Regions from separate parts of the Mus musculus genome. Here region 2 is linked to region 1. Evidence: chromatin contacts called from public promoter capture Hi-C data. All regions are on one chromosome and are shown on one strand. Each heading gives the region's core, a stretch centred on a gene start, on an enhancer-like site or on the middle of the called end of the contact. The rest is flanking DNA. Distances are from core to core; before and after follow the strand shown. Region 1 holds the start of Nufip2 (nuclear fragile X mental retardation protein interacting protein 2). Region 2 holds the start of Suz12 (SUZ12 polycomb repressive complex 2 subunit).

Region 1 (3,674 bases), core at 354-2,853:
GGTATGGGGTTTCAAGAGATATAGGTTCTAGTGCCTGCAATGACAGTATTTGTGAGGGGGACTGAAACAATTTGAAGCTAGCCTGGGCTACATAGTGAATAACAGGCCAGTCAGAGATACAGAGGAAGATCAAAAACAAACAAACAAACAAACAAACAAAGACAAAACAACAAAACAAATACAAAGTAAGATGGTAAACTTTACATTTAAATTTTCCCTTGGGGGGAGGGCAGTGATGGTGGGGCATGCCTTTAATCCCAGCACTTGGAAGGCAGAGGCCAGCCTGGTCTACAGGAGTGAGTTCCAGGACAGCCAGGGCTGTACCAAAAAAAAAAAAAATCCCTTATAATACATAGACAAATGTATATCTAATTTAATGAATTTTAAAGCAATTATTCATGTAATAGCAATAGCACATTGGCTGGGGTATGCTGGTGTGTGTAGGACTTTAATCCCAGCATTCATGAGGCAGAAACAGGGGGAATCTCTTAGTTGGCCAGACACTTCTACTTAGGTAGTTCCAAGCCAATCAGGTTTACATAGTCTGTTTCAAAAACAAACCAGTCCAAAACAAACAAAACTCCTAGCCAAGTCCCCCAAATATATATTTCGAGGGTACCCCGTGTCTGTGCTTATCACAACCTTCTTCCTATCATAACAGGTTAAATTAACAGCATAAATTGCAAATACACCTTTACATTTCAATGTTTTCCTTAAATTTAATACAAAAATGTTTTAAAAACCCAAACCTTAAGAACTTTTAAAGGGTTCCTTTCTCCTTTATTTCACTTTTGAAAGTCTTAGTCTAAAATCTATTTTGGTTCCATAGTTGACCTCACCTGCAGTGTTTGATTAAAAAAACAACAAAAACACCCAAAAAACTTCAGTGTAGATTTTTTTCATTCCTCCCTCTCTCTTGCTTTCAACTACAAAGAAACAATGATTTAAGCCCTTTGTCCCCTTTTAGAAAATTACACAGATACCCTATTGTGGAACCCTATAATCCCTCCGTGGAAAGGAAGAGATTAGCATATGAATACAAAGCAAAATGAATCCAGAATACGAAAACGATCTATCGAGTTGTGAAGCTCTTGTATTCTTAAAAATGTATTTATTTCCTCTTTTTTGAATTGCCCCCTTCGTGGTTTAAGGGTTAAGGAAATTGAGCTTTCCTCTCTGGCTACCCGGAAAAGAATTAAACACACACACACACACACACACACACACACACTCACAACCCAACACATTCTAGGAGGTGCAAAACCAACAGATGGCTCCTAGCGCCAGTAGAATCGTCAGTGGAATCTGCTACACTCGACATCAGCTTGCTCGGTGTGAGGAGTGTAGAAAGTGCTGTTCGCTAACTGCGTGGTGAAGGAGAGAAAGCGATAGAAGAGAGAGCCATAATGCTGACGTTGAAGGCCCGGCCCTGTGAGGTTGCATAGGGTAAGTGGCGTTGGCCAGGCGGCGGTGGCGAAGGGGAAGGGAAGAGGATTTGAGCTAGGGGCGGGGCTTGACGCGCAGCGTGGCTCCTCATTGCTGGAGCACGGCTGCCAATCTCGCAGATCCTCTCGCTTAACCAGTGCGCTGGCGAGACGCGCTCAGATATACCGAGCGAGCGCGGAGAAGCAGTCTCAGATCCTGACGGTGCAGCAGCCCGCAGCCTCAGCCAGGGAGTCCCAGCCGCTTTCAATGGAGGAGAAGCCCGGCCAGCCACAGCCTCAGCACCATCACAGCCACCACCATCCGCACCATCATCCCCAGCAGCAGCAGCAGCAGCAGTCGCACCACCACCACCATTATTATTTCTACAACCACAGCCACAACCACCACCACCACCACCATCACCAGCAGCCTCACCAATACCTGCAGCATGGAGCCGAGGGCAGCCCCAAGGCCCAGCCCAAGCCGCTGAAACATGAGCAGAAACACACCCTCCAGCAGCACCAGGAAACGCCGAAGAAGAAAACAGGTCTGAGAGGGAGGGCGGTGGGGGAAGGGGGACTGGATTGGAGGGGGGGGAAGCGATGGGGGTGGGGCTAGATGGGAAAAGCGCGGACCCGGTCCGGGTGTGCGTCCCGCCGGGCCGGGGATGCCCCCTTCCATTCTTCCCGGGCGCGGGCCGGGCCGCGAGGTGGGGATTGCAGCGCCCTCTCCTTCCCTTTAGCATGGGAGAGGCCCAGCCAGGCCGGCGTGACCTTCCTCGGTCCCCGCCCCGGCCGGCCGGAGGCAGAGCTGTGCCCTCGGCCTTGGAAGTCCAGCCTTCATCTTCTTTTTCCCCTCTAGTGCGGGCCCTGGAGTTGCCTGAATGTGGGGGCCCCTAAGAAGGGGGTGAAACTCAGCCGCCCTAAAAAAATAAAATAAAAAATTCCCCCGAGGTGTATGTAATTCAGGCCTAGTGAATCCATCCTGATGCGGGTGGTGTCGCGAGAGCCGCTTGCAGGCGGCGACGAGCGGGGCTGAGGGCTAAGTTGAGGAAGCGTCCTCGCTCACCCGCCGCCCCGAGCCCACCTGTGGCCTTGGGGTTTGCCGTCTGGGTGTGTGGGGGACCCTATCGTCCCTCGGGTCATTTCCACCCCTAAACGCCCGTCTTGCGCGTCCGGACCCCGTTGTCTGTCCGCGAGGGCTTCTCCGCAGGCCGGCGCCCCTGGCCCGCTCGCCTCGGAGCCGGCGAGGCTGGAATGTTCTCTCCTCCTCGCGGGGCCGCTTCCTGTCCGCCATGTTGGAAGCTGATTCCTGTCACCGACTCCGGCCGGCGGAGGAGCGGAGGGGGAAGGGTGCCGAAGGCCACACGGCACGCCGGCCCGGCTGCCCCGGGACCCTCTGCGGCCCTTTTCCGGGTCCCCCCCGCACTGCGGGCGGCCGCCGCCCGCCGCCCCTCCCCCTCCGCGCCGCGCCGCGCCGGGGTTGTGTAACCCGGTGGCGGCCGCGCGGCCCCGGGCGGGTCCCTGGGGTGAGGGGCGGGGGCGGTTGGGGTGGGGGAGGGAAGCGGCCACGAGGGGAGCGGCCTGCACCGTGGCCCCGCGCGCCCGACGGCCGCGTTTCCCGCTCCCGGGTGCGGCGGGAGGCGCGGGCGGGGAGCGGGCCTTGAAGAGGAGCTTGAAGGGGGAAGGAGGCCCGGGCGGCGGCCGTGGCCGTAGCGTTCCGCTGGCCTGCGAGGGGCGAGGGGGATTCGTTTTGGGGAGAGGCGGTGCCTGAGGCCGGGTGGGGTACCCAGCGGGAACCAAGCTCCCGGGTCACGAGTTTCTCTGCCACAGGAATCTCATCTCCTGCCAGGTTCGCTCACGACTCCGCCTCGGAGGCTTTTTCACTTAGGCCTTTTTTCTTTATAGCAGCGCATTTCCTACCCAAAAAAAAAAAAAAAAAATGGGGGGGGGTTGGGGAACAACCTCTCAAACTTTGTTCCATTCGTTTTCCACCGAACACCTAAACTTCTGAGCTGGGTAGTGACTTTGTGGGAGGGATTAATCCGATGCTCTAATGGGTGGGACAACACGGGCAGTTTTGGCTTTCCTGTTTCTTTAACTATGAACTGGAAGTGACTTGTCCATGTGGTTGTCACCAGCCCTTTACCTTGGACAAGACCTTTTTGGTGGTTAAGAGGCGTTTTGGTGCATTTTAAAACCGACTTCCATCCCCTAACTGAGTATTATTTAACATTAAATGTGGAGCCT
Region 2 (3,713 bases), core at 843-3,342, 2.3 Mb after region 1:
ATTAATTTTTTTCTTAAGTCATAGGATTTTTATTTTTATTTTTTTGCATTCTCTGGACATTCTAGATAAGGAATGTAGAAGTGAGGACTGGTCAGCAGCGCCTCTCTCATGGCATGGCTGGCTTTTTCATGATTAATGTTGGTTAGCACAGATGTATAACATCACATTAATGCCTGCTACTACCATTTCCTTTAAGAATACCCCAAATCCCTTAGGTGCATTTCTCCTTTCATCAAACATTCATGATAATCTTTCACTTGGTTATTTGACTGTATTTGTCCCTCCGTCCTCTCCCTCCCTACAACTGAACCCTGACAAATGATGAAGAGGGAACATTTTGACAGCTATATAGTTGTCACATAGTTAAATTAGCACTCTAGTTTGTAATGCGATATTTTTGGATTTGCTTAGAGTAATTTAATTATTCAGACCCTGACTGAATTTCCTAACGCTATAAAGCAATACCGCAGCTAAAACTCCAGAAACCTCGGTGGGGTGGCATTCATCAGAGACGTTCTTCAGAAACATAAGGGGGAAAAAAACCCACCATATACCTATTTTGCAGTAAGAAATATTCTTAAATACAGACTAGTATAATGAGAGCATTCTAAAGTTTCTTCTTAATATAAAACATAACGTGGGGTTGGACTTACAGCTCTGCAGTTGAGAGCACTGGCTGCTCTCTCAGAGATCTCTATTTGATTCTTAGCACCCACCCTAGGCCTCACAACCACCTGTGACTCCATTTCCAGGAGAGGCAACATCCTCTTTTGGCTGTAAGGACCGCAGCATACGACCTTGGTGTAGACTTAGGCACAGGGTTCCTCTGTATAGCCCTTGCTGTCCTGGAACTCACTTTGTAGACCAGGCTCGCATCAGAAATCTGCCTGCCTCTGCCTCCCAAGTGCTGGGATTAAAGGTGTGTGCCACCACCACCGAGCATAAAAACATTTTTAGAAAGTTAAAATATAAGCAATATAAGCTGGTTATTTTGTCTAACTTGAAATCCAAGTTATTCAGAGTAAGCCAATTTGTACCAACAGACTTAGGTCGGGTCTGTTTATCTTTTTTTTTTTTTTTTTTTTTTGGTTTTTCGAGACAGGGTTTCTCTGTGTAGCCCTGGCTGTCCTGGAACTCACTTTGTAGACCAGGCTGGCCTTGAACTCAGAAATCCGCCTGCCTCTGCCTCTGGAGTGCTGGGATTAAAGGCGTGCGCCACCGCCCAGTTTATCTATCTTTTTAAACAAGACACTCAAAACACAGCGTTCCTCACAAGCTTTTGGCAGTACAATAAATAAAACTTCAAGAAATGTCTTTACTTCGAATCACCTATTTGTCTCAGAGAAAATGAAGTATCTACTTTGCTCGCATCGTGTTGAGAAGCCACAACCCAATTCCACAGAATCCCAAAACCTCACATCACTTAACAAAACAAAACCAAGTCTCCTTAATTTCTGAGAAACGGCCGCCACAAAATAGGTCGCTCCCTTTCGTAGGCGAGCCCTTCACGTCCGACAACCCAGTGGCTGCGCTAGGGGATTTCGGCCATGGGTGGCTTGGGGCACGTGGCGGCCAGGGGATCCGATCTCCTCCTGCCTCAGTGGAGATGAGACTGAGCACACAGCACCCCCGGGGCAGGTCACTTCCTGAGACCACACAGTCTCGGGATCCGCGGTGGACCTCCGCTCCTTTCAAAGGCCCCTTCGCCTTCAGTTTCTCAGTCACCCGCCTCTCTCTCCAGGGGACCTCTGCCCCCCTGGGGGCGGCGACTGACGAAGCTCTCAAGGCGAGAAACGGCTCCCAAAGCCGCTCGCGAGTCCCCCTCTGCCCACAATGCACCGGGACGAGCAGGAAGGCCGCTCCGACCCCTCATTTTCCCGCGAATTCAGTTCAAAGAGGCGTCCGGGCCCGCGGTCGGCAGCGCGCACGGGCCAACCAAGCCGCGCCTCCGCGAGAAGCGCCTCCGCGTGACTGACGGGGGACTCTGCGGACCAACGGGCTGGGCGGCCCGGCGGCGCGCGCTCCCGCCGGCCAATCAGAGCGCCGGGCGGGGAAAGTGGGCGGAGCGAGGCCAGGGTAGGGTGAGCGGCCTCCGAAGCGGAGCGGGGCTCGGAGGAGACACTTTTTTTTTTTCCTCCCTCCTTCCCTCCTCTCCTCCTCCCTTCCCTTCCCCTCTCCTCCCCTCTCTCCTCCTTCCCCCCTCGGTCCGCTGGAGCCTGCTGGGGCGAGCGGTTGGTGTAGCAGGCGCGCTCACTCTCCGGGGCCGCCCGGCGGGTAGCTGGCGGGGGGAGGAGGCAGGAACCGCGATGGCGCCTCAGAAGCACGGCGGTGGGGGAGGGGGCGGCTCGGGGCCCAGCGCGGGGTCCGGGGGAGGCGGCTTCGGGGGTTCGGCGGCGGCGGTGGCGGCGGCGGCTTCGGGCGGCAAATCCGGCGGCGGGGGCTGTGGAGGCGGCGGCAGTTACTCGGCCTCCTCCTCCTCGGCGGCGGCCGCGGCGGCGGCGGCGGGGGCCGCGGTGTTGCCGGTGAAGAAGCCGAAAATGGAGCACGTCCAGGCTGACCACGAGCTTTTCCTCCAGGCCTTTGAGAGTGAGTGTGAGCGGCTTCGAGGGCAGGGGTGCCCCTCTCCGGCGTTCGGGGCACGGGGCACTCCGCCGGGTTCTCGGAGAGTCCACTTGCTTTGGGAGTGGAGGGAGGACTCGCTGGGGAACGCCGGGGTCCCGAGCAGGTCCCTGACTCCCGGAAGGGTCGCCCCGGGGCCCCCAGGTTCAGAGCAGCCTTGGAGGTGGGGACGTGACGGTTGAACTGAGCGCATATAGATCCCGAGACGAGTTGGTGTTTTCGTTTGTGTCTTCCTTACTCCACAAGTACAGGGATTATAGTTGTAGGTTTCGGGGGGACGAGACACAGCCTGTCCGGAGATGAGTGTTGTAAAGCCGAGGAAATTGTCATGGGTCTGAAATGCGTTCGTACCCACTCTGGCTGCGTGTGAGTGAACACGCAGCATTTGAAACCTTTTAAGCTTTTCAAACCTTTCCGCCCATTTTATGGGTGCGTAGACTGAGAGAGACAGAATGGGGCAAGCGTCCTCTCCGTGGACAACCTTGGAGTTGTTTCTTAATTCCAGAACATTTTTTTTTTAAATCCCGGTTTTTCGTTTTAAAAGATGCGTGGAGGGCGAAACTGACTTTTTTGGAAAGGGGATCACACAGTGCCTGGAAACAAACAATAGAATTTATAAACATTATGACTATAAATAAAATTGTTACTAAGTGGGCATTATATCCTGATGGTTTTGCACCTCTTTTGTGTAGATAGTGGAATTTAGCAATCTTCTAGCTGGGTATTTTACGGCAACTTGAATGAAGTCAGCTTTGCCGTTGAATCTCTTTATTTACACTATATCCGTGGCATATGTTATGGGCTTTGGTATCAGCTGTGCTTGGAAAGACGTTTTACATTGTTTTAATACTCTTCCTTCATTTTCATTGATTCTTCGTGAAATTCTTATTGGAATTTAATACAAATCATTTCGATTTTTGAATATTGAAACAGATAATTGGTCATGCTTCAGAGATCGTTATTCTTTTGCTTAATATACTTTTACAAAAATCTGAAAAGCTTTTAAATATAATCAGAACTGAAGGACAGTAATGAGAATAAATACACTTGTTTGTACCTCTTCTAAGACATCTCATCTCCTTTTACTTTAACTT

What was found. Promoter capture Hi-C pulls out the DNA fragments that hold promoters and counts their contacts.
Region 2: a promoter capture Hi-C map of pre-B cells shows a contact between it and region 1, with 2.2 times the contacts expected there. The contact joins the promoter of Suz12 here to the promoter of Nufip2 in region 1.

What each region holds. Positions count from the first base shown.
Region 1 is chr11:77,684,536-77,688,209 of GRCm38.p6, forward strand. It overlaps Nufip2 (nuclear fragile X mental retardation protein interacting protein 2), which reads left to right and starts at 1,604. Exons shown (of 4, transcript NM_001024205.2): 1 at 1,604-1,972. The coding sequence starts at 1,693.
Region 2 is chr11:79,991,014-79,994,726 of GRCm38.p6, forward strand. Suz12 (SUZ12 polycomb repressive complex 2 subunit) reads left to right here and starts at 2,093. Exons shown (of 16, transcript NM_199196.2): 1 at 2,093-2,586. The coding sequence starts at 2,307.